Regions from separate parts of the Gossypium hirsutum genome. Here all the other regions are linked to region 3. Evidence: chromatin contacts called from public Hi-C data. All regions are on one chromosome and are shown on one strand. The core of a region is the stretch at or near the end of the contact, and the rest is flanking DNA. Distances in the headings are between cores, read along the strand shown. Region 1 holds the start of LOC107957003 (probable inactive leucine-rich repeat receptor-like protein kinase At3g03770). Region 2 holds the start of LOC107956986 (B2 protein). Region 3 holds the start of LOC107956994.

What was found. A called contact is a pair of places that touch in the nucleus more often than the background predicts.
Region 1: a Hi-C map of hypocotyl shows a contact between it and region 3, with 2.3 times the contacts expected there. The contact joins the promoter of LOC107957003 here to the promoter of LOC107956994 in region 3. A contact is called at or near these places in 7 of 34 Hi-C or Micro-C datasets (hypocotyl and leaf).
Region 2: a Hi-C map of leaf shows a contact between it and region 3, with 2.2 times the contacts expected there. The contact joins the promoter of LOC107956986 here to the promoter of LOC107956994 in region 3. A contact is called at or near these places in 2 of 34 Hi-C or Micro-C datasets (both in leaf).

What each region holds. Positions count from the first base shown.
Region 1 is chrA05:84,924,266-84,928,388 of Gossypium_hirsutum_v2.1, forward strand. LOC107957003 (probable inactive leucine-rich repeat receptor-like protein kinase At3g03770) reads right to left here and starts at 1,446. Exons shown (of 9, transcript XM_016892427.2): 1 at 1,018-1,446; 2 at 842-899; 3 at 1-759. The coding sequence starts at 700. It overlaps LOC107957006 (3-dehydrosphinganine reductase TSC10A), which reads right to left. Exons shown (of 4, transcript XM_016892434.2): 4 at 3,162-3,521. The coding sequence ends at 3,514.
Region 2 is chrA05:84,522,134-84,526,425 of Gossypium_hirsutum_v2.1, forward strand. It overlaps LOC107956986 (B2 protein), which reads left to right and starts at 2,282. Exons shown (of 6, transcript XM_016892412.2): 1 at 2,282-2,448; 2 at 3,072-3,652; 3 at 3,773-3,873; 4 at 3,958-4,041; 5 at 4,149-4,259. The coding sequence starts at 3,082.
Region 3 is chrA05:84,743,190-84,747,391 of Gossypium_hirsutum_v2.1, forward strand. It overlaps LOC107956994, which reads right to left and starts at 1,753. Exons shown (of 3, transcript XM_016892417.2): 1 at 1,082-1,753. The coding sequence starts at 1,262.

The sequences.
Region 1 (4,123 bases), core at 196-2,695, 180 kb after region 3:
AGCTACTGAAATCAGGCAGTTCCCCTGAAAGCTTATTATGGCACAAGGCAATATCTGTTAGGCTTGAAATTCTGCATATTGAAGAAGGAAACTGGCCCTTCAAATGGTTGCCCCTCAAACTTAGAACAGAAAGATTTGATAAAGAATCCAATGTATCAGGAATAGTGTCGTTGAAGTAATTGCCATCCAATGTTAGAGTTTGAAGCTTAACCATTCTAGATATCTGAGGGGGTATACAGCCAAACATGAAATTGGAGCTCAAGTCCAAAAGTTCAAGAGAATATAGCCTATGAATCTTATCAGGAAGAGGCCCCCAAATCCCAAGAGACACTAAACTAAGCACCCTTAAACTGGTTAACCTTGCCAATGTGGTAACTAAAGAATTAATGGAGAATGTCTCAGACAATGTTTTATTATGAATTGCATATCCATTGAACCCACTAACATTTGCAAGTTTATCTCCCCTAATCTTAAGCTCAGTGACAAAATTGTCCTGGCAAGATATCATCATATGTGCCGTTGCAGCCAAGTCACAGAGGCTCCCATTGTAATTATCTAGAATTTGCAGCTGTGAAGGATACTCTAAATGCTTCCTTATTTGCAGAAAAAGTTGAGCTTGATAAGCTTGCAATCCTTTAGTAGTTTGGAAAAAGCAACTCCTTGAAAACAATACAAGAACAAGCAAGTAAAAGTAACCCATTGAACAAGCTCGGAGAAGCTACAAACGCCAGTTGTTGTCTAAAGAAGTGGATAAAAGCCCTAAAATTAAAACAGGAACGTTAAATGCAAAAAGAATCTGAAACAGACCTTGCAAAAGGAAGGTTCATAAGCAATGCTTTACCTGAAGGTTTAATCTCAAATTTCAAACGCCAGAAGATAAATTTCACTGGAGCAGAGAACTGCAAATATTGGTTGTGTGTTAAGGAGGACTTTTGACAGTAATTTACACTTATCCATATTCAAAAGCACACTTAAAAGCATAGGAAGCTGAAATTGAAGCAAAAGCAGGAGGAAAACCTGAAGAAAAAGGAATCTGGAAGACTAAAGATGGTGTTTTTCCCAAGAAAAAGTTCTACTCTTTAACTTCAGTCGAAAAAGAAAAGAATCCCAGTGAAGAGAAACACAAGAGAGCACTGGCAAACAAGCAACTCTCATGATCCAATGAACATCTCTCTCTACAGCAACTTTCTAAGGAAACAAACAACCCCCCAAAAACCACAACAAGGTTTAGAAAGGACCTTGAAGCGAACAGCAATGCAAGTGTTAATTTTAATATGCTTTGGCCAAGTTACTGTAAATGCAAGTACTGTTTATGCAAGTGAGATATTAAAGAGAAGTGGAATGACAAGTCTTCTGCCTGATGGCGTGGCTGCAAATATAATGGGAGGTGGTAGTTGTAAAGGGCGTATAAAATTGATAAGGCAATTTAATAGGGACAGGTGCATTAATGGTTTAGATCTTTGTTTTTTCTTGAAATAAGTGACAAAGCTAAGTGGGGACTGTGTTATATGTAACCAGAAAAAAAAAATGCTTAAGAAATGCAGAGATGGAAAGAGAGATAATACTGTATAATTAAATACCAGTAGTAGTTTTCATTTATTTGTTGGTTATATTGCTAATTCACCTTGGAGTTTTTGGATATGTATAACGATGCCATCATACGTGAAATCTGAACCTGAAGTTCATGTGTTAATGTTCAACAGTAAGAAATTTACCGAGTATGGGAAAAAGATGAAAGCAAGTTTTCAATGTGCTTTCGTGCAACTAAAACTAGTTACAGAGAAGATCTAAAGCAAAGGGCTTAATTAATGGGAATAAAAGCAACTTGTAGACAAACATCACTTTGCTAAATGTTTACGCTTAGCCATGGAATCTATAGTATAGATATGCTATACAACACCTTAACTGCCCATGCTTTGAGTTTGAATCACCAAAAGCCAGAATCCCCACTTCACAACCCACCTCATAAGAATTAATTGGAAAAAGAGGTTGGCTGGGGGGGGACGATGCAGCAGGTGGCTTCTGACTCGGTCAAGGCCATCCTCCTCCATAAACGTCATTGCAAATATCTTCTCATCAGTTTAGAGATAGCAAAAACATGACATTGACAAACAGATTGCTAAGTTTTACTGGTATCAATTCCTATACCCTACAAGCAGTATCTTGAAGGGTCAAAGACTCCCAAAAATCAAAGAAACATAACATTGATTTAAGCCCTTTATCTTCTACTGGTGTTGGATTGCTTGTAGCTTGTCTGCCTCTCTCTCCTGTACCTTTATCTAGTGGCAGTGGCAGTTTTTATTTATTTATTTATTGGGGAAAAGGGGGGGGGCGATGTTCAGTTAAAGTTTCAAAAGTCCTACGAAAATGAGACTGACATTCAAATTTCAAAGAATGCTTTTCTTTTTAATATGCAGCAAATGACATACAAACTACAGGCTACTGGGCAGATCGACCTTGTTTTCCCACATCAAAAGCCAAAACAAAGATACAAGAAATAGTAAACAGAATGTAAGAAAATTTACCCCTGTACAATCAGACATTGTGAACCCCAAGAAAAAAGGGACCGGGGCGCCGGGGGGGGGGATTTCGTTGCATTGCTTACTATTTCTACCCCCATTGTTTTTGTTCAAATTTTCTACCTTTATCCATTTGACCGAACAAATGACTCTCAAAAGGTCAAAGCAACTAAAGCTGCCAACCATTTTCAAGCTAAAGCCTTTACACCTTGCAAGCCTTTACACCTTGCAAGCCAACCACATATTAAGAGATTAAAAGTACGCTTTCCAAGAGAAAACATGGGATGAATGAAGATGCCTCTTTGTATCTCCCTAAGTGCTGGCAAATTCAGGTAGTTTCCTCTTAAAAAGCAGGAATGAGATATGGTAAAAAAAAAAAATGCCATTTGGATCATTTACATATAGCAGTTTAAATATATGATCATACAAAACGACACACTAAAGATCGAAGGCTCTTAGTGCTATGCCATTGAATAATGGCACATAAGATTATAAAACTCCAGTTGACCGATATGAGGGACAAATCCACAGCGGATACCACGTTTACGGCCATACTTCAGTTCTTACTTCTCCCATTTAAATTCCATCTCTGCCAAGAATAAATTGTACTACTATGATAAAAATCAAATAATGCATATGAAATAAAGGGCAAACGGCCAATTATTTTCTCTATTAAAACCCGAATTACTTGGAAACACAATACATCTTAAGATTCAGCTGACAAGTTCTAATGATACAAACTACAACTTTCCAATGCAATTCAAAGCATAATGGCTCTAGCTATTCGCTTTATCAGAATTTGTCTCCTACCGATGTTTAAATTGAAAGCCGGAAAGAAAAAGATGTAACATAGACAAAAAGTTCGGGAAAGCTCTAGTTCCTGAATATCGAGTGATGAAATTTGTTATAGCCAAATATCCGCATCCATGATATCCTAGAAGTAAACAACAGAAGCCGGAAGAAGTAATGATGATCCATCTCGAGCACCAGAGGGCTATGTCCCTGAAATCAAGATGAAATGAAGAAAACATTTTATTATGATAAAAGTACTCCTTTAACAGTTTTGACACAATAGAAGGTGTGATCATCATGCACACAAGAGTAAACAAAGAATCAAGCATTGCAACTTTTCAAAAGAAAGATCATATTGCCATACTACAAACCTTGAACACTAAATTCTTGAAGGCCAATTTTCCTTGGTAAAGTGAACATGGTATACTTTGAGGTTTTATAATTCATATTCTGATTAATGATGGTCTTTACCTCCTATAAGTGAGTATTTGCTGATACCAAAAGACCATCTATCTTAGATTTCTGGTTCTCATGATTTAGAAGGGGAAAACTATCATTTTATGTTTTGGCAAGGAATTTCATACGAAAATAAAACCATCTACCATATTAAACTCCAAATACAACGCTGTAGTTTAAATTGCTACCAACTATAAGCTTTTAATAATGGAACATAGGGAATAAAACCTCTTTAGGGCATTATTCCTAATTACTGAAGGCACTGCAAATTAGACTTCATCAATAATGATAGATAAGAATCGAACACAATATTCTCATATCCTCGATTGCTAAATCCTAAGGACAATCTAAATACT
Region 2 (4,292 bases), core at 1,032-3,531, 220 kb before region 3:
TAAGATTATATAGGGAGAACTGATATAATCCCAGAGAGATTAAAGATATCCTATGAGGGTAACACACTTATGACAAGGTCACTGGTTGAGCACTGAGTAGTTGATTTCGTAATGGCGTGTCATTAGGGAGAGCTTAGTCATGATACTATAGTAGAATGACTTTATGAATAAATGATTTTATAATTAATAGGAAAAAAGCTAGAACTTAATTATAAATCATTTGAGCTCTAATTATATATATCCAATCTGACCCTCTACAAGCTCGTTGAAATCAAAAATGAATTGCGTATTGAACCGAAAATGAACAGAATGAATAGAAATAGAGAAATGGAAAACATTCAGAAATAGTTATGGTTTTCTCCAAAATGAAGAAAAGAAATCATTTGAAAATGAATGTAGGTTTCTCAAAATATGGAAATGGAAATGGACATAAGAAATGATCTATTTGAAAATATATATATGGATTACTCAGAAATGACCAGAAGAATGATTTTATGTTTTTTAGTAGTTTTAAAGCCTGAAAATAAAAATAAACCATTTGCTCATAGTGAACAAGTTGAGTTGTGAAATATTGAATATGTTTTCTTGTAAATTTTAACAGGGGTTAAATTGTCATAATTTTACAATGTGTAAAATTGGGATGAGAAAATTATTTAATTGGAAAAATAATGTTTATTTTGGAAAATAGAAAATTATGTATTGGGTTGGACTAAATTATGAAGTGTTGGGTTAAAAGGCCAAAAAACACATATAATTGGGCTTAATAAAATGAGAGGCTTGAATCTACATCATAATACATATGAGGGGAAACACACCTTATTAGCCCCTCTGCCTCTTCTAGTTGGACTGAAAGTTGTTTTTTTATTTGAAATAAACTTCCACAATTCAACAAGGGTTCTATCTTCTCTCCCTATAAATAGATGGAATCGATAAATTTATTTACACAACTTCAAGATATTATTACTCTGTCAAAAAATAGAGAGAATTTATTCTTTACTATTATATATATTCGAAATAACAATTTTGTCAGTTTCTATTTTGAAGAAAGAATTTTCCTTTTCATCCAAAAGTAAAAAAGAACTTTTTCTAGTTCTATGTTTTGATTCAATTGGTTCGAGCCCACACTTGAAGCAAATCGTGGTATGAGAGTAGTGAAGAAGATCGATTGGTTAAAAGCTAGAAAACATCAAGGATCCCTTTATCTGAAAAAATATGTATGATTTCGGTTCAAGGTTTATTGCTATAAATATCACAAACTGAATCGGTTTTCAAATTTTAAATTTTCCGCTGTGCAAGAAAATCATTTTCAATCTAGATTTTTTCCAACAAAACAAACACACAAGTGAACTTAATCTATCACACACCTCATGATAATTTTTCTCACCCTTGCACCTTGAAGACTGATACTCTCACCACTAAATTCACCCTTGTGAGTTCAGCAAATAAAATCACAACACAAAAGGTTTTATTATCAATATGCACTCATAGAAAAGTTCCTCACTTGAACAGATTTAGTGCTCTTAATTCCAGTTACAAAAAGCTATACAAGTCTCTTCCTTAAATAGATTATGTTCGAGACTTGCTAACATAGAAGATTTATAATAACCCCATTACAATAATAATACAATAAAGAATTTACAATATAATAACAATAAAACAAATGTGGGCTCTTGGCAACTAATCACATAGAGTTCCAATCCAATCCAAATGTCCATGTTGTAAGGGATTAACTTGAATGATTTAATTCGATCTAATTTTCAATATGAGTTTATTAAGTAATATGATATTCATTGACAGACTAGATGTTGTCTATATGTTCATCATATCTTATTCAAACTGTTCAATAAATTATCAATACTTAATATGAAAATTATCACTCAACAGCTCTAATACTAGAGAAGCATGCACTTCCTTAACACTTAAAAGCGAACTTCATATTTTCTAATAAATATTTGTAAACTTTTGAATTATTTTGAGAGACATTAATCTCAAACACTCACATGATTTTTTTTAATTAAAAATTTATATATCATACATAAAACATTTAAAATATTTTTTATTAAATAAATAATCAATAGAAATAATACGAGAAAAATATATTTTTTTGACAAAATTCGAGATAGATCGGATAAGAAAATTTACTTGGAAGTAAATATTTTTACGATTATTATATTTTTAAAAACATAAAATGTTTTTACACGCGGACACTGAGGCGCGTAGGAAACGAGAACTTCACCAGCACTGCACTTCCTTAATTTTAAGACACTGACACAAAGTTCGTAAGAAAAACGGTAAAAACCAAACTGGCAAAAGACAGTAAATACTCAAGTAATGAGGGGCATTCTCGTCACATAATTCTATAAATACAATGAAAATCCCTTCTTACATAATTTCTCGCTGTCCCCCTCTGTGCCGTGTCTTGCGGGTTTCACTTCACAGCTAGCAAAGGTAAAAAAGATAAAAAGAAAGAAAGAAAAAAAAGGGACTCTCTTTGTTTCTCTTTTGGATCCCAAATCTGGAGTTCTTAGCTTCTAAAATACTTTTAAATCTGCATCTTTAATGCTAAACATTGAAATTGTATTTTGCTTAGTTGGTAAAGTCTGCATCTATTTCTTTGGTTCTTTGTTAAATGCCGTACTATTTGTTTGATTTTTATTGATGGATGATTTTGAATTTTTGGGTATTGTTTTAAAGGTGATTATATTTTTGGGTTTTCTTTTCTTTTCTTTCTTTTTTTTTGGGGGGGGGTGTTCTTATTGGGATAAAATTTGGTTGTTGTTTGTGTCATGTGAAGTTGACTTCAAGAGTTTTAGGATTTCTGGGCTTTGTTTGTGTGCTGAGAAAATGGTGGGAAAGGAAATGGGGAATTTTCCAGCGTTTGCTTGGATTTCATGTGCTGATTCTTGGTTTTCTTTTCTTTGGGTTATTGTGGCTGTTGGTAGAAATTGAATCTCCTTCATTGATGCTTAAGATTTGCTTATCAATTGGTGACTTAATTGTCTCCAATTTTCTCCTATGTCTTGTTTTGTAATTGACAAATCTTTTCAAATTCTGTTATCCTCTCTTATTAGGATCTGCAAGATGGAAAGCATGAATAGCTTTTGGCAGTTAGGAGATGATCTCCGGGGACAATCTAAAGCCTCAGAGGATCACAAATGGTTGATGGTTGCCTCCAAACTGGCTGAACAGACGAGGATAAAGGGTGAGCGAATGAACAATCTCGATCTTTCAAAGGGTCCAGCTGAAGTAAGGACAAGGGATAAATTTGGGTTCCATGAAGACAACAAATTCGAGAACCTTAACTTCAATATGTTGAACTTGGACTCCAAGATCGGAGATAGTGTAAGCAAAAGTACCTTCCGAAATGGTATTTACAACACCGATGCTGTTTACCAGAAAAATAACAGCCACAACATTGGGAACCTGTCTGCCAACAAATATAGCGGCAACAACCATAGCAACAAAGATATTAATAATAACAGCAACACCAACTCCAACAACAACGAGAACAGCAATGCAAACAATGCTGTCGATAAAAGGTTCAAGACTTTGCCTGCCACCGAGACACTCCCTAGAAATGAGGTGCTTGGTGGATACATCTTTGTTTGCAATAATGACACAATGCAAGAAGATCTTAAGCGTCAGCTATTTGGTAATTGTTGTTCTTTTTGAAGACTTCCATTCTCATAAATGTAATTGTCACGTAATTAGTTTATATTATGAACCTTAGTAGTTGAGAATTTTTACTTGCTGCTGTTATCTCATTTGCTAGGTTTACCGCCAAGATACAGGGACTCTGTTCGGGCAATCACACCTGGCCTGCCATTGTTTCTCTATAACTACACCACTCATCAATTGCATGGTATTTTTGAGGTAAGTTCACCTGAGTCTAATGGTTGATCAGGCAGTGTCAGTTAGCGTCTCTTGTATTGTTGATGTTTTCTTCCATATTTACAGGCAGCAAGTTTTGGGGGTTCTAACATTGATCCAACTGCTTGGGAAGACAAAAAGTGTAAAGGCGAGTCGAGGTTTCCTGCTCAGGTAAAGATAAGAGTTTATGGTTTGTTAGAACTGTACATATTGTTCCTTGTCATAGAAGACACCATTAACTCTTAATTCTTATGTTTTTTTTACCCCCATATAAATAGGTGAGAATCCGTATAAGGAAGGTATGCAAGGCATTGGAAGAGGATGCTTTTAGGCCAGTCTTGCACCACTATGACGGTCCCAAGTTCCGTCTCGAGCTCTCAGTTCCTGAGGTATCGGAATTGTTCTATTTTATGCAAGTTCTT
Region 3 (4,202 bases), core at 503-3,002:
GACTCATAAACAAGTATGAATGGTACCCAGATAGTCCACAAATTGCCTTTCTGGTCTTTCTATATACATGTTAATATCAAATTATTTACACCAATGTCCTTGGAAAAACCTTAAAACTCTTTGTTCTTTCATAATATCTAGGTGTGGTCCATGCATCAACAAGCTTTCCATCAGAGGCTGACAAATCTACAATAGGATGTGTACTGCTCTCTATATACAGAAATTAAAAAATGGGCCCCTATAATGTGCTCCTTCAAAAATCAGACAAAATCTTAAAATAGCTGACATGTCTTTATGCTATTACTATTCCACATCACAAGGTAAGGTATTGAACAAGGGCGTTTCAATCCATCTGAATAAAGATCCACCCCAAAAGTCTAACTTAGAACCTAAAACTTCAGAGATTTAGGAATAGTTGGCTTCATTACATCTGATATTAGATATCTTTTTTTGCAAAAACTACAATACTGGAAGACTTTTCTTGCAAGACAAGCTACTTCTCTTTAACAAATCTCATATGAAACGGAAGGGGGGAAATGGAGTTAACTAGTAAACATGAACTTTTTTTTACTTATAAAAGAAATCTCAACTCTAATAAATAAATTTAAGCTAAGATAGATGAACTTGCAGTAATACAACGGTGAAAATGCTCTGAAATGTCACCACGCCATACTCTATTGTGCTATGAAACAATAACAAGACCCCACAACTATAAGAAAACCAAAAAAAAAAAAAAAAAGAGCCACCATGTTTATATCTCACAATCAACAAAGCTAAAACCAATTTCATTAGGCATATCATTCATGGCATAGATTGAAACATAATCATAAAAATCAATAATTGGAAGCATCATTATTCATCAAGCCAGAAAAAAAAAAACCCTTTCTTCTATTAAAAAGGTAAATAGTCTACTAGACATCAAGATCATTCCTGAATGTGAAAAAAAAAAAAAAAAAAAACCTTTGTACTCAATTTATGATAAAAGTGTACGACAAGAAAAAAAAAAAGATTGCCTTTATCTCATAACGAAGCAAACTAATTCCAAAAACAAGACCAAGAAAACCAAAAAGAAAACAATTACCTAAATCTTTAAAAGTAGAGGAAGATTGAGATTCAAGTGCAAAGTGACCATTGGCAGCAGCAGGTTTCTCTTTAACAGGTGAAGGTGGAATGATAAGGCTATCTGTTTTAGGCTCTATAAAAAGCCCAAGTTTCATGGCAGACTCTTGAGAGCTCTTATGCACTGAAACACATGAACCCATCTCTTTTTTTTTTCCTTCTCCCACTCTCTCTCTCTCTCTGTCTCCAACTCTTTAGAACCACAGAATCCCACTAAGAAAAGAAGAAACTTTCTTTTATTTTGCCAATGGACCGTGCAACCCAAAAGGCAGAAGCAAAAAGAAAATGGAAGAGAAAGGAAAGAGAGCTCTTTTTCTTTAGCGTTATGTTAAAAAAGAAAAGGAAAAATGGATTCTGCAAGAGAGTGCTTAGTCTTGAATTGAAAGGGGAGTTAGCACAACAATTAGCAAGCAGTGCTGGAATTAGTTTCTTTTTATTACTTTTTGTTCTTATAATAAAATATATTTTAAATTATCAAATTGGACCATAAATCCGACCTGTCCCTAGATTAGCTAGAAAATTCCAAACAGAAATAAAAAAGAGAGGAAAGCAAATGGAATATGGAAAACCCACTGAGGATGGTTGTGGCTATAGTACCAAAAGATAAGAGTTTTTGAAAATCAAAACAATAACAAAATTCTAATCAAAAGAAAGAATTATATCTCTTTTGTTTGTATGCCAACACCGACCATTTCCAATTGTCATTGTCTGTCTGTTTGAGCTTCACATTCACTAAAAATATCATACCCTTCGGAATATATTTAATCGATCAAGCTTTTCAATCAAGAATCATGGAGAAAATATTTATTAGAGATTTATGATCGGCCAAGCCATGTGGCTGCCTGGCGTGATCGTTTTTTGTTTCTTTCAAGCTTTGAACTTTCGAGATCAAACCATGTGATATTCATATGAATGATTCACTATAATTTGATTAGTGGTTTAAACAAATCCCACTTTCAAGTCACTTTCTTAAATCTTTAAGAGGTTGTAGCAAAAAAAAGCAATTAATGGGAATATGTGTTTGCTTTCTTAGGCCCAAGACTGCAAATCCACTTTCCTTCCATCCAAACAAAACTTAACTTGGGCTCCAAAACAATAATAAAAAGCCTAAAACTTGGACCCTATTTGATGAACAAGAAAGAAAATGGGACTTTGGAGCTGACTGGCATCACACGGATATCATGGTAAAAGCATTTAGCTTTGCTTTTCATGGATTCTTAAGATATGAAAAAGAGTTTCTAAATTCTAATCTTCTTTTCAGCTCTGGACCTTTTTTTCTGCAGGATGGGTATGTTTCATTGCTTTGGTAAAGCTCTTTCCTTTACTTTTTCGGTACATAGTCTTCACTTTTTTGCTTTAGTTATTATTGTGATTATATCTGCTAATTGGGGTAAGTAAAGTTCAAACTTTGTAATATTCCGCGACCTTTATGTTATTATTGTGATTATATCTGCTACTTGGGGTAAGTAAAGGTCAAACCTTGTAATATTCCACAACCTTTTTGCATTGGTTACTTCTTGAAGAGTACCATTCCTTGGGAACACCATGTTCATGCATTAGAGCAATGAAGACATGCTAAAGCCTTTGTGGATTTGTTTTGCAGGTGAGATGGTGGGTTCGAACCTTCAATAAAATGATTCGAGATTATTGGTGATAATGACCTTTCTGAAGTGCTCTATGTATGTACAAACCGGCCTGCAAATATAATTGAATGATATTATGGAGACATGGTTTATTGGTTGAGCTAATCAGAAATAGTGATTTAAATCTACCAATTGTTGTTAAGACTGATGAAGAAAACCCAAATTAATTTCACAGTTGTTGAGCTGAAACCTCTTTCTACACACACTGTTTCATCTTTGGATCAAATTGTTACATCCAGGAGCTTTCAAACAAAAACGAGATGTCCATTTACGTGCACGCACGTGAGAAGCATACATTTATCCTCGACAAGAAACGATCCTTAAATGTGTCTGCTATGCCATGTTCCAAACCTAAGTCCCATATTTTTTTGTTTTTAAATTATGCATAGCTTCACGTGTATTCACGTGCACATTAGGTTCTGTAAATCTAGTTTTATGGATGTTTGAAACTTTCAATGCAATTTCAATTCTGGGTTTAAAATGAAAAAGCAGTAAACCCCAAAGTTACAAGTTCTCCTAAAATGCAATAACTTCACTTGTTGAAGTGAAGAAGTGGCCTTCCAGGCAAGAAAATGGAAGGGGACAAAATGGGAAAATGAACATTTTGTTGATTTACTCCTTTTGTTCATTGAAGTTAAGAGAGCCAAAAGTAGTCAAGTTCCATGGACAACCTGGAGTTGCAATGATGATTGATTGATTCATGGGTCGGTACGTGGAGCTTGTCAACGTAGGAACTTCATGCCAAATTTGACCTATGATTCGCTAGCCTTCCTATCATGCCCCAGCTTTTCGTTTCAACTTTCATGGACATATATATCTTCAGTGGATTGATGTCATCCTCTTTATGTTTCAAAATTTCAATCATTTCCCCTCATCCAACTTGCTTCACATACTACCATTGCTTTTTCTCCATCTTTAATGCATTTATTATTGCGTAACAAATTCTATTGCTATTTATTAGAATATCAGCCTTTTTCTTATTGTGATATAAGGGGAATTTTATTTTATTATTTATATTTTTCTAAAATAGGATTTTTCAAGATTATTTTTATAATTTTTTTTAATATTACACAACTTCAACATCTACCAATTTCGAGGTCAATATCAATAGTTTTTGAAGGAAACTCGACACTCATAGGTATCGCGAGATTTAGTATTTATGTCAAAGATTCCTTACAGAATCTAATTTCCATAATTTAGGACATGATAAAATAATTATACTTTGACGTTGACTCTATTGGGTGTTTAGATCATGATCAATTTTTGAGATTTGTTAATGTTAGAGTTTGCGTGACCCAAATCTCATCACTCATTGAAGAAATAAATCCAGTGGCAAAATAAGGGGACCTTTGCAGGTTCAATATGCAAAGTGCCAAGTCTGTTAGTACTGCATTAGCAGCCCACTTTAGACTTTCATCAGCTTTGTCTCTGCAATCAGAT